Regions from separate parts of the Ovis aries genome. Here region 2 is linked to region 1. Evidence: chromatin contacts called from public Hi-C data. All regions are on one chromosome and are shown on one strand. The core of a region is the stretch at or near the end of the contact, and the rest is flanking DNA. Distances in the headings are between cores, read along the strand shown.

What was found. A called contact is a pair of places that touch in the nucleus more often than the background predicts.
Region 2: a Hi-C map of hypothalamus shows a contact between it and region 1, with 2.9 times the contacts expected there. The contact joins the enhancer-like site here to the promoter of NEURL1 in region 1. A contact is called at or near these places in 2 of 16 Hi-C or Micro-C datasets (hypothalamus and muscle).

What each region holds. Positions count from the first base shown.
Region 1 is chr22:23,769,955-23,776,674 of ARS-UI_Ramb_v3.0, reverse strand. It overlaps NEURL1 (neuralized E3 ubiquitin protein ligase 1), which reads right to left and starts at 3,022. Exons shown (of 6, transcript XM_042238537.2): 1 at 2,413-3,022. The coding sequence starts at 2,497. It also overlaps the pseudogene LOC121817610.
Region 2 is chr22:23,844,070-23,850,789 of ARS-UI_Ramb_v3.0, reverse strand. It overlaps NEURL1 (neuralized E3 ubiquitin protein ligase 1), which reads right to left. Exons shown (of 6, transcript XM_042238537.2): 5 at 5,630-5,776; 6 at 2,802-5,131. The coding sequence ends at 4,893. SH3PXD2A (SH3 and PX domains 2A) reads left to right here. Exons shown (of 14, transcript XM_027960561.3): 14 at 1-1,664. Among named protein-coding and RNA genes, the nearest start is that of NEURL1, 74 kb to the right of the region's middle. Within about 2 kb of position 2,524, at least 12 of the 54 cell types and tissues checked have an H3K27ac peak or open chromatin away from gene starts, as enhancers often do. A contact at or near this core is called in hypothalamus, where this site is marked.

The DNA of each region.
Region 1 (6,720 bases), core at 1,773-4,272:
AACCAAAATTCTCATGGCCCCTCCTGCAGGTGTGTGGTTAGGGACAGGGGAGAATGAATCCTGGAAAACCAAGCCAGAAGGGAGATGGACAGGGGAGGGAGACTGCTGGGGTGAGGAAAATGTCTCCCCCATTTACTCCCACTGAATAAGAACTGATCCCTATAAATCAGGGAGGCAGCATAAGGCGACTTTCTCAGGCCAGACAGGTGGGGAGTCAGGCAGAGGAGGAGGCTAGGGTGGGGACAGGGAGATAGGAGGGCCTCAGACCCTCTCCTGCCCACTCCCTCCCTTGTCAGGGACTCCAGTCCCAGAGACTTCACATCCCTACAATCCCAAACTGTAGGTTAAAAGGGTGCAATTATGGAAGCCTTCTCTGGGCTTCCCTAGGGTCATGGATGGAACACGGCCTTCTCGGGGTAATTGATGAGCATTCCAGTGCCAAGTCAGCTCACTGGTCCCCAGCTAACTCCTGCCCTTGAAGGACTCAGCCTGACTTTGCCACCTTCTCTTGACTGGCCCACTGAGTAAACAGGCAAATCATTCTCCCTTCCCCTCATTTCTCTCCTATGTAAGAGAGAACATTGAACTGGATGACAAACACAGGTTCCACCATCATTAGGAATCTTTTTTCAGTGCTCAGAAAGTCATCATACATGCAATACTTACAGCTTATTTCTGATGATTAAAAATAATACTTGCCTGCAATACTTAGAGCTTATTTTTGATGATTAAAATTAATATTTGCTTGTTGTAGAAATTTTAGAAAAGAGCAAAATATTACAAAGAAAAGAAAAACTCTAATACCATCTCAGAGGAAACCATGGTTAACTTTTTGGAAACTTTCCTTCCAAGGTTGCTTGATTTCTGTGGGGGAGGGGCATCCATAACATTTTAACAAAATTGGGCTCTACTGTTTATACAGCTTTGCCACTGCTTCTTACAACTGTCATTACGCTGCTGTGAGCATTTTCCCAAGTGATCAAGTGCTCTTCAAAAATACTATTTTAAAGGTTGCCTAATACTCCACCAAGAGGATTCACCATGATTACAGGGCATTTAGATTGTTTTCTAGTACAAACAACACTGCCATAGCATCCTAGGCTTGTATACAAGTATTTGCCTTCATCTCCATTTCTTCAGGATCGATTCTGCAGGCAGAGTCACAAGGCCAATGAAAATGATATTTTAAAAGGGTTTGATGTGTGCCACCATATTAATTTTCAGAAAGACAATAAACCCATTGATGTGCTCAAGGTGAGTGAGAGGTGGTTTTTTAAGTGTCAGAGTTAGAATGCAGGATTGTGGTCCTGTCTCTTCTCCTCTCCCCAGTTCTGAAGGTTAACTGTCCAGCAAAAGAGAGGGTAGCATTCCAAGACAGAAGATGCAGGTCTGCTGTCTAGCTCTGCCGCTCTGGCTTTGGGATCCTGAAACAAGCACTGGTTCTCCTAACTGTGAAATGGGTATGACGAGCTCTGAGTACTATGCAGAGCAGTTTCCTTGCTCTTTTGAAAAGGTATTTGTGAAAGTTCTTTGTAAACTTGCCCAAGAGCTTCCCTTCCTGACTCTTAGTCATCTGAATGCCCAGTCAGTGCTGGCTGGTTTTCAGGATGATAGAAAAGGAGTTTTCTGAAGGGAATCAGTGGGCTCTGAGGGCCTGAGAAGGCCCAGGTGAGTCTTCAAAAGGTCAGAGACAGCACTGAAGAGCTAAAGCAAAGAACAGGGCCTGGCACCTCCCTGAGGGTGCTGAGCAGGTGGGTGGACTTAAGAGGGCAAAGACCTTGAGATCTGTCTCAAGGCTCTCAGCCCATCCTTTCTAGAGTTCTGACTGGACATCTAGCCTTTGGGGAACCAGAAACCAAGCTGATTCGGTGGATACAACAAGTCAGTAGCTGCAGAGGACTCCAGAGGCCACCAGCTCTGGTCCCTTCTTCCAGGCTATTATGCGGCCCTGTATTTTTAAGACCCTCCAATCGGAAAGGCAACTAGCGTTTCCAGCCATCACCTCTCCAGCCATGGGCAAAGGAAAAAGAAGACCGTGGTACTTCTCTTGGGAAGCACAGCTGGCCGGCCTGAGCATCCTGCCACACTTCCCCACCCACCGGGCAAATGCCCTTCCTCATCCCCGGCACGCTCGCCTAGCACCGTGGCCTGAGGGGACTCCAGTGACGTTTCTGGTGTGCTGGAAGAACTGCGTAGACCCCACGGAATGCCATCCTCCCTGATTTTCGCCATCATCACCGGCAGCCCCCCACCTCCAGCGCACCCCCAATGGTCAGAGATGCATCTCCCGCCTCCAAAGACGCACAACAGGTGGCACCTGTCTGGCCTCCCCAACCACACCTCTCCACCTGTCCCTGCCCCTCCACCTGCACCCCCGTCTGCCAGCTGAGCCTGGCCCCGGCGGAGCCTTACCTTTGAGGTTTTGGGGGTGGGCCCGCGGCGCCCGGCTCGGGTTTCCTCGGGGCAGAGAGGGAATACTGGAGAAGTTGTTACCCATGGCATCCGGCCCCAGTGGGGTTCGGCACTCGCAGGGGGCAGGCGAGGCTGGGCAGGAGCGGAGGCACGGTGTGCAAGTGTGTGCGCGCGCGGGCGCGCGCGCCGCCGGGGGAGGGCCCCGGTGGGGCTGCGGCGGGGGGCGGGCGGGCCGCTCCTCTCCTCTCTGGGTCTGGGCTCCGCGGTCCTCGGCGGGTCCTGCCCGCCGCGGGGGTTCCTCGCGCGAGCCGGCTACCTGCCTGCCATTTTTCGCGGCGGGCGCGCCCCTGGGCCGGGGCCGGCGGCGCCCGGGGCTCCCTTCTTCCTCCCGCTGGCGCTCGGGTTCCGGCTGTTGGCTCCCGCACGCTTCCCCCGGGCCATAGAGTCGGGGCTCTCGGCGCGGGCGCTCAGCGGCTCGGCCTGCCCGGAGGCTCGGCGGCTTGGCGGCCGGCTGGGTCCCCGCCCGCGGGGACGACCGAGGCGGCGACGTGCGCGGTGCCCTCCCGCCGGCGGCTCGACATGGAGCGGGGCTCGGAGGAGCGCGGGGTGTGCCGGGCGCTCTCGCGGTGGTGGGTCTCCCCCCCGCCCCCGACGCCGCGCTCCCGCCCCCGCCGGGTCCCCCGCGCGACCGCCGCCCCCGCCCCCAGCCGTCGCCAGGATTCCCTCGCTCCGGTTGTTATGGTGACAGCTGCGCCGGTGAATGAGCGTCTTAGTGACACGCGCGCTCCCGCTCAGCCAGATGTGGCGCGGGGCGCGCGACGTTCCGGCCAACACTAGCCCTTCTTGGCCTGGCGGGGGAGCAGATAGGGGTCAAATATCAGACAGAGATTGGGGCTCCAAGGGTTGGGTTTATTCCCCTCACCAACAGTGGCGCTTGGTCTTGAAAACAAGGGAAACCATACAGTAAGAACGGTGAACTCCCTGGATACCAGGCCCGGGACGAAGAAACTCATTTCCGATTTCTCTAGTAGCAGGAACAGTGCCTGGCATACAATAAAAGCTCCAGAAAATATATATATGTATGTATATATGTGTGTGTGTATGTGTGTATATATATATATATATATATATTTATTTAAGTGGATGGATGACTGAATAAATGAGATGAGATTAAGAATCCCACCCATTCTTTCCTATCTTGCAAGATGGCGGTTGAAAAGGCTGAGAAGCCAGATATTAAGGAGAAAAAACCTGAAACCAAGAAGGCTGATGCTGGTGACAAGGCTAAAAAGGTGAAGAAGGTTAAGAAGGGGAAGCCCCACTGCAGCTGAAACCCTGTCCTGGTCAGAGGAATTGGCAGATATTCCGATCAGCTATGTACTCCAGGAAGGCCTTGTACCAGAGACAGTATTCAGCAGCTAAATCCAAGGTTAAAAAAAAAAAAAAAGGTTCGGGTTCTTGCTACTATAACAAAACCAGTTGGTGGCGACAAGAATGGTGGTACCTAAGTGGTCAGACTTCACAAAATGCCTAGGTATTACCCTATGGAAGACGTGCCTCAGAAGCTGTTGAGTCACTGCAGAAAACCCTTCAGTAAGCATGTGAAAAAGCTGCGTGCCAGCGGCATCACTCCCGGGACTATTCTGATCATCCTCACAGGGCACCACAGAGGAAAGAGGGTCATTTTCCTGAAGCATCTGGGCAGTGGCTTGTTGCTTGTGACTGGGCCTCTGTCCCTCAGTTGAGTTCCTTTGCGTAGAACACACCAGAAATTTGTCATTGCCACCTCCACCAAAATCGACATCAGTGGTGTGAAAATCCCAGAACATCTCACTGACGCTTACTTTAAGAAGAAGAAGCTGCATAAGCCCAGACACCAGAAGGGTGAGATCTTCAACACAAAGAGAAATAGGAAATCATAGTGCAGCGCAAGGTTGATCCGAAAGCCGTGGACTCATACATTCTGCAAAGAGTAAAGCTGTCCCTCAGCTCCAGGGCTACCTGCGCTCTGTGTTTGCTCTCACAAATAGAATTTATCCTCACAAAGTAGTGTTCTGAACTTCTTACAAAGAACATAATTAAATAACTTGTCCATTTCAACAAAAAATAATCCCACCCCGTACCTGACCCTTTGCTCTCAGTCAGCTCCAAGGGGCACTGGGACAAAGACTCAGAACAAGAACCCCAGGCTGTTCAGTTACTGGACACAAAAAGGCTTTGGGAGCCTTTAGATGAACACAGACTGAACCTAGAAAACTGGATGGAGGGCCAAGCCTCAGGGACGAATCTCAGGAACAAACTGTCAGAGAACCACCAACTCTGAACTGAGTGGTTCTGTCAGCTCCAAGAAGTGGGGGTCTCTGTGGCTTGCGGCAGTCAAAGAAAGCTTCCTGGAGGAAAGGGCCTTCAGCAAGTCACCTGTTCACATGACTCATCCATCCTGAAGCTCAGCACTGATACTAGGACCTGCAGGAAGGGAAGGGAGTCATCATCTGCTTGGACAGGGGGGCATCTTCTCCCTTTTTTTGGGGGGGGGGGACTATAATTCATTTACAATGTTGTGTTTCAAGTGTATAGCAAAGTGATTCCGTTATACATATACATATGTCCATTCTTTTTCAGATCATTTTCCCATGTAGTTTACAGTACTATCTTCTCCCTGTCTGGTCAGGGCTAGAAGATGAGCCAAGGTCCTGCTGGGAGAGAGAATCTGCCTTCCTTTTCCATCACCTCTAGCTCCCTGACTGGTTTCAACAACTCTGATCCAGAATCCAGCAAGGACACGGGCTGGCTTCAGGCATCTCATCCATCCTCTTCTGGGTGGTTCTTTCCGCAAGCCTTCATGTGACAGCTCCTCATTATTCAGGCACAGTTCATGTATCACCTCCTAACTGTCTCTGACCAGCCCAGCCAGAGAACCCCTCCCCCACTCTCAGTTATGCTCCATACCATTACTCTGTGCTATCTTCTGGAATTAATTTGAAAGTAGACTTTCCTTTCCCCCCGGTTTATGGTCTACCTCCCCGCACAGTGAGTGGAGCAAGCAGGTCAACTCCATTCACCATGATGTCACCAGCCTCCAAGAGAATCCCTGGGACATGACAGACTGTCCAACACTGCTTGTGAAATGGACGAATCCCCCTGCCTGCCAGGCGAATTCCACCAAGAGGCGTGGGAGGAAAGCCTCTGAACCACCCCTTATTCCCCTCTCCTGCCCTCCACCCCCACCCCATTGCAGGCATCACATCCTTAAATGTCTGGGACTCCAGGCGAGCTAGAAATATCCTTGACAGCTGCTCTCTGGGGTCTGGAGGGAACGACAGCTCCCTTCTCCGCCCCCAGCCTCTTAGATGCCCAGGATCACGTGCCCGGCCAGCTGCAAAATGGACGTGGCAGGTCAGGGGTGCTGTCTTTTTATGGGCGTATCTGCCCGAGGCTCACGCCAGCTGATGACTCACGCATCAGAAATCCATGGGCTCTGAATGGCAGCACACTCATGCATTTGCACACACACTTTTACTCTCTCACACACTCACTCCTACACAAATACCCACACCCTCACACACTCATATAGCCCTGAAGCCTGCTGGAATGAGGTCACTCTAGGCTGCTGCTGGCATCAGAATAAATCTGAAGACTGTATAGACGAGAGTAGTTCCCCTGGAGGGTGTGCAAAGTGCAAGCCCTTGGTAGGATGTACCGACAGTGGCTGGGGGGGAAGCTTGTCGTCTCCTTCCCTGCCTTGGGGAGATGGGCTGGGACACAGAAGGGATGGGGCCTGGTGAGGCCCCATGGTAGAGGGAGGCAGGGATGTCATGGGTCCCATGTGGTCTAGACCTGGGGCTCTGGGCCAAGCAGGGGAGAAATGGAGAAGGTCACAGGGAAGGAGAGACGAGGGGACCAGACACTGGTGACTGCCTAGGGGTCCAGAGGCTCTGCTGACACCAGGGAGCTACACAGGAGGGCAAGAGGCATTAGGGACCGAGGCAGGGAACTGAAGGGACAGAAACATCCCCTGATCTCAGAGGCTGAGGAGACGATGGTAGCATCCACAAGGCTGAGATTAAGGTGAGATGAGTGAGGCGTCCCTGTGTGATGAAATGAAAGGGGGCACTTGCCCTTGGAACCAAGTAATGAACAGCCACCTTGCTCGTGCTCGGGCTTGAGTGTGATGCCTCTGAAATCTTGTACCCTACGTCACGGGTCCCCAACCAGTGGGCCACAGACCAGCACCAGTCCATGTCTTGTTAGGAACCAGGCCGCATGGCAGGAAGTGAGTGATGGGTGAGCAAGTGGTGAGTGAGTGAT
Region 2 (6,720 bases), core at 1,275-3,774, 75 kb before region 1:
GCTATCCCCGCCTTCCCCAATCCTATCTTTCTAATCTTGAGTTTGCACTTGACAATCAGCTTCCTCTCCCGTCTCAGAACTTAGTGGCCTTAGAGAATAGGTCCCTGTGATGAAGGTCCCTCCTTTGCTCTCATTTCCATCCTGGCTAATGGGCTGGACCTCAGGAGGCAAGAAAGAGAAAGAAAAAATTATCGTTTTAAAGCAAAAGTATGGATCGAGCACGTTGGAAGTAAGTGAGAGGCATGTCGGCGAGATGAATGTGTGAGACAGACTGGGGTGGCTGGGGTTTTCCATCCCTTCCCCGGGAAGGCAACTCCCAGTAGAGGATGTCTGCTAGGCAGAAAGGGAAAAGAGTGAGGAGGTTGAGTCAGGATTTAGAGTCTGGAGTTTTGTCTTTATTAGAAAGAAGGAAGAAATGAATTCTGAGTGTTTCAGAAAAAAGCGAGCCAGTAGGGAGGAAACGATTCAACACCCAAGGGCCCAGCCAGAATAGGCTGGGAAAGTCTCAAGATTTGGCTGTAGAAGAAGCTGACAGGAAAAACTGCTAGTTGCTGGACCACAAGCTGGGTCGCCAGCATGTTCTCAACGGTCACTGATTTACTTTGTAGAAAGCCAAAGTTGCCAGCAACAAACCAATCTTTGGAGAACATTCCTCCATCTCTTAGTTTCCAAGCTGGTTTTGCCCACCTGTCTTTGTCCAATCCAGAACTGGCCTCTCAAATTACTTGAACCAGAGACCAGTAAGCAGAATGGTTCATGCAGTAGGGACCCACCATCCCCAGACTGAAACCTCGGGGTCCAGACACCATCCAGCATATGTGGGAGGAGGGCAACCTCATTTGCTCTTCTGTTGACGCCAGTTATTCTTGAGTACCTAACGATGTCTATGGTGTTTCAGTTTGCTGAGCCTGCCTCACTAGTGTGACTCAGAAGATGGTGCAATGCAGTCATCATGTTAGTAGCCTGTGAGCAAGGCATACTGCTCTTGAGCATTTCAGAGAAAGAAAGGTAAACAGAGCCTCCATTCTTGGATCTGCAGCTTGGTCTCTGTAACAGGTTTTCTTTAAATCCAGGACACAGGATGGGAAAAGGGTTTCACTGTCAGTTTATAGGAAATCTGCAGGAAGGCGACTTCTGAACCAGGCGGGTGTGAGTGGCAGGTTTGTGAAGCATGGGTTTGTGGACTGCATGGTTGCATGTAAGCTAGCTGGATGTCTTTGGGGCGTTCCTCACAGTGTCCACGCAACCTCTCCCAGCTCCTAGTGGGACCTGTGGGGCTGAAGGAGATCATTCCCCTTTCTCCCCTCAGAGAAACTGAAGAAAAGGATATTGAATTCAGTGCAGTTTGAGTGCTAAAAAAATTTCCAGGCTCAATGGTGGTGCTAAACTGTCTCCATGTTCCTAATATTTTTAATAGTGGGTTTTTTTTTCAGCTGTTCTCATCACAAAAATGCAGTGTCCTTGGGGAAAGGACCCAGCCCCTTGACCTGCCACTTTCCAGGTGTCCTTTATCATTCTGACGGGACTCTTCGGTCTGCAGAGAATATTCTGTCTTGGCATGCTTCTAGACTGTAAGATTTGGGTTGTTTTGTTTTGTATTTTATGTTTACATGCATCTTGTATTTCCCCAAAAACTAAATAAAGTTTTTGCCTTTTTAACTGAACAGAATCACCTCCTGATTCTCCCTGCCACCAGATAAAACATCCAGCCGAGTGGCAAAAGTCACATTACGCCCAAATGAGGCATGAACTTCAGGGTCCGGGCCCGCTGAGGACACTGGGTGGGGGAAACATGTAAGCTCCCACCCTTGCTGGTGGGAAGCATGCTCAAGCTCCCCAGCCTTCCCCCACCTTTGGAAGGCTTTCTGGCCAGTGGCCCAGGCTTTTAGAGGTACAGACCTTGGCGCCACCAAGACCACAGCCAGTGGGTTTCCATGGCTCCTCAGCTTGAGCCCCTGACCCTCCCCTACTTTTGCTGGACTTCAGTAAGCAGGGCTGAGCAGTCCTGGTGTAGGAAGTGGCCCATGGCCGTTCAAGGCCAGGCAGAGGCTGGCCAGCCAGAGCATCCTCCCAGGAGAGAGGGCAGGAAGGCAAGCATCCCGTGCCCCTCTGAGGCTCAGGCTGCCAAATGAGCTAGGTCCCCACATCATGCCTGGACCCGCTCTGGCACTCCAGCTTTCACAGCCACCTAGATGTACTCAGCCCACTTGGGAAATTTTTCCAAAGGTCCCTAGCCAGAGGCCTCCCTTTCTAACTAGCTGTGCCACTCATTTGGCATTAGCCTCTGCACCCACCAGTGGGCGCGCAGCTGAACTCCCAGCCAGAGGCAAGAAGTCTGGGCTTGGGGGGAGGGATGGGCAGGCTCAGTTCTGGGGAGCTCAGCACAGCCCCTGCCATCCTCCCTTTAGCCCCTAGGTGGCGCCACCCCTCTACAAAGGTTACACACAGGTTCAGATCCAGCTCAGCCTTTCAGAGCTTCATGGACTTCTGCAGCTCCTGCTCTTGACAGATCCAGAGACCTGCAGTCACGGAAGGGCAGTGGCTTCTCCTTCTTGGCTTACAGCGAGGCTCGCCTGGCATTCTGGCCTCTGTTGTACAAGCCCCAGACCATGCTCCAGCCACCTCCCCCTCCCCGGCTGTCTCCAGGGAGTCTTTTCTGATTGTTGGCTCCCCTCCGAAGCAGGACACCTGGCCCTCTTCCTCCACACCTCCATCACCATCACCACCCGCCCCCGCCACACACACACCAGCCCGCCCTTCCTCCCTCCCCAGCCCTCCATACTGCACAGCACAGCCCTCAGGCTGGTACGAAATCACCTTTATTCACAATCACGGTGATCCAAGCTCACAAAGGAGGCAACAGCTACCTTCACACTAACAGAGACAATGGGATGGATGGCTTTATCTCCCTGACCCTCAGGCCACGCAGCCCCTGCACTTAGGAACTTCCCTTGCCTCTGGGATGGGCGCCCTGACTGCTTGGGGCCACCACCAGCCCCATCTCACCCCACTCCCACAGAAGAGGTCTATGGGGTTAGTGGGGAGCAGAGACCCATGGCAGAATGGTGACTTCCCAAAGGTGCCCTGCAAGGCAGGTACACACAGGGCCAGCCTGGCATCGTGACCCCCCTCCCTGTGCTTCCCACCACCCCACCCCATAGCAGCCACCACCAAAGAGCCCCCTGAGAGTCACAAAAAAGTCTTCCCACACCCGCAACAATCATTTTACAGAGGTGGCAGCTGAGACTCAGAGCAACTGTGACCTGGCCAAGACCACACAGCTGGTCAGTGGCCAGGTCTAGAATCCCATGCTCTGCAGGCCACATAACAAAGCAGTCTCCACTGGGTGTAAAAAAAAGCCATCTGAGGGGACAGAGGGCTGGAGGTTCAGGGAGACTTGCCAGGACTCCGAGAGGTGGCCCCAGCCCATGGCCTACCAGGACAGGCGTGCAGGGCTGAGATGACTATACCCTAAGAGCAGCCGGGGGTCCTCCCCCACTCCAAAATCAGGACCAAGAAACTGGAGGTGCTGGGACCCGTCCCTTCTCTCTCCTGGGGGAGAGAGTGCCTACAATGACGAGACCAGCTGGCTTTCCCTCCCCCAGCCTGCCCAGACCTTTCCATGTCCTTACAGAGTGGGGAACTCGGGCCTCCCGATGTGTATGAGCCAGTTAAGATACCCAGGCTCCAGCCCAAGAAGAAGGGCATTCTGTGGCTCCGGGTGATCTGCTAGTCCCAGGGCACTGCAGAGGCTCTGCTGCCCTCTCTAGAAAGTGGACACAAGTTGCCAGAAGGCGTCCCGACTCGGCCCCTTTTTATGGAGTCCTATTTCATGGCAAGCAGAGATGGCTATGGACTCGTGTGCTGGAGTTTAGGGCAGAGTTTAAGTGATGACAACCTCTGCTGGCCCTCCAACCAGGCACTCCATCTACTAGGGCAGCCTTTATAGGAGTCTGGGGGGTGGCAATTCACTCCCCCTGCCCAAACTAACCCCTACAAACCCAATAAATAAATAAATAAAAATACAGGGGAAAAAAAAAAGCCATTCTTACTCCAGGAAGTCCTCTACTCCCAACCCAGGATCCTGGCCTCTCCCAGGGATGCTAAAGCCTGACAGAAGACCTACCCTGCTCTCCAGCCCACGCCAAGGGGATGCCCCCAGGCAAGAGCATCCCCGAGCCCACTGAGGCAAACAGGCCATGACCAGGAAGGGGCCCTCCACGCCTCAACCAGGTCAGGGGGCTAGCAACCCAGAACCCAGAGGCTTCTGTGGCCTGTCTGTCCACCCATACAAGGTGAGTGGAAGACAGGCACAGCACAGAGGCGGCAGCCCTCCTGGGATGAGAGGGATCCACTGGCAGTCTCACCCTTGGCTGCCAGGCCCAAGGGGCAGGGAAAGAAGGAAGGAGACAGTGGGGGAAAGTGAGAGAGCAGGGCAGCAGCCCAGGCTGTGCACTGCTCAAGGGCAGCTGGCTGAGGGAGAAAACGGAGGCTGAAATCCAGGTCCACACTCCACTAGCGAGGCCGCGTGTCTGGGCTCAGGGACACATCTGCCCAGAGGATGGGACACACTTTCTAATGTTCACAAAGGTGCCACATAGGCTAAAGAGACCTCCTGGGAATCTACCCCAGGCAGGAAAGGACCAGGACAGGCTAAGACCCCTGTGCTTTAGCCCCTCAGCCTGCAGGGAAGAGCTGCGACTTGCTTCTGCCCCCATCTCCCAGCCTGACACCCCTTCCTCCCCAGACCTCAGGGGCTGTTTCCCAAGTTTAATGAGAAGGGGAAAGAATTTCCAAAATGAGGAAGAAGACAAGGGGCCCTGCTGACTTGCGCCTCAGCTGGAGCCGGGCCGGAGTCGGAGGAAGCTGGGGACTGGGTGGGTCCGTGACGGCTAGGAGCTGCGGTAGGTCTTGATGATGTCCTTGATGGGCCGGCGGCAGATGGGGCAGCAGGCGTGCAGAGCCTTCTTGAGGCGCAGGCCACAGGCATAGCAGAGGCACATATGGCCACACGTGTAGATGACCGTGTCCACCGAGTGCTCATAGCAGATGGTGCACTCATCGCTCCACGGGCCCCCGCCTGGGGTCACTGGTGATTCAGGCAGACTCACTGGTGAGTTGGGGGCTGTCCCTGGGGACACGGGACAGCAGTGAGGGGGAGGCACGAACCTGGTCCCAGGTTCATGAAGAAAGCCCTGGCCTCTCCTCCTCCATGGATTGGGATCAGCCTGTCTACCTTGCCACCCACCTCCTGGGCACAAGAAGAAAAAGGATGCACTCTGGACAGCCCCACTTCCGACCCCTCTGTGCCCAGACCAGGGGCCAGGGTGTCTGTGAAGCAATGAGAAGAGGCAGGAAGGATGGAGGCCCAAAACCCACTGGGGGAGGCCCCACTGAGCTACTCTCTGGGGTTCTTTGTGCTCAAGAAGTCCTCTGGAGAAAGCCATCCAGCTAAGAGACAGGACAGGACCCAGCCCAGGAATCACCACTCAACCTGGGTTCACTGGGCCCATCTCCAGCTCCGCCAGGGCCCCGTCTGCAGACCTGCCTCAGCCAGGGTGGAGGGCAGGTCCCTCGGGGTGGAAGGGCTGACACGGTCACATGGAACCGAAGGGGCCAGCCTACTTACCTCCAGCAGAGCTCCCCAGAGGGCCAGAGCTGCAGGTGCCGAGCGAGGGGTCAGAGAGGCGGATGCCCAGGGTGCTGGGGGAGGTTGGTGTGGAGGCGGGGGAGCAGGGGAGTGATGGGATGCCCCGCTCTGCCAGGATGGTAGAGCCTGCAGAAAGGAAGGGAAGGAAGGAAGGTGGGACCTAGACACTCAGAGGCCCACTGGGGGAAAGCTCGAGTTTCTATCCTCTATTAGGTTCCCAGGAGAGAAACAGGTGATGCAGCCTGACCACACAGCCCAGCCACTAGGCTCAGAGACCAACTGAGCCTTTGCCCTAAAGTGCTAACTGTCCAGGGAGTCTCTTGGGGCTCTCCTCAGTCCCTTCCTCCAGCCAGCCTTGACTCCCCCCACCCCACATCTCTATCCAGCACTGACCAGTCATACACACCATGCATGCAGATAAGCAAGCACAGAGCCTGGGAAATTATTCTTTGCCCAAGAATGTAACTTCGTAATGTTTCCCTATTTAAACCCTGAGCTTCCTGAGAGCAGAAAGCCTGACTCACCTGTGACTTTCCCACAGGCCCTAACATAATGCCCTACACACAAGTAAGTGCTCAATGAGATGTTTTTTATTAGTAGTTATTCAGTCTAATTTATTCAATCTAATTCATTTAATAGTCACTGTTTCTAAGAATATTTATTAGCTTTCCACAGGATTTCTCTTAGTAGTGTTAACACATTTTAAGTGAACTATCATCTCCTTCTTTCAGAAATTTATACCTATTTGCTTTTCTTGCTTAATTGCACTGGTTAGCATTTTCAGAATGATACTATATGGCATCTCTATCACATTCTTGATTTTAATGATAATGTTTCTAATGTTTCACCATGAAGCATGAAATCGGCTATAGTTTTAGGGTGAAGGAAATATCTTTTCATTCTTAGTTCACTTAGGCCTTCAACAAACCAAAGCATTCTTCTATGAAGTAAATAATCATCCTTCCATACATTGTTACTGATTTGTTTTTCCTTTAGAGTCAGGATCCTCTATCACCACTTTGCTAGTCAAGATGTTCAATTCTCCAAACAGCTCAGGAGCACACTGTTTA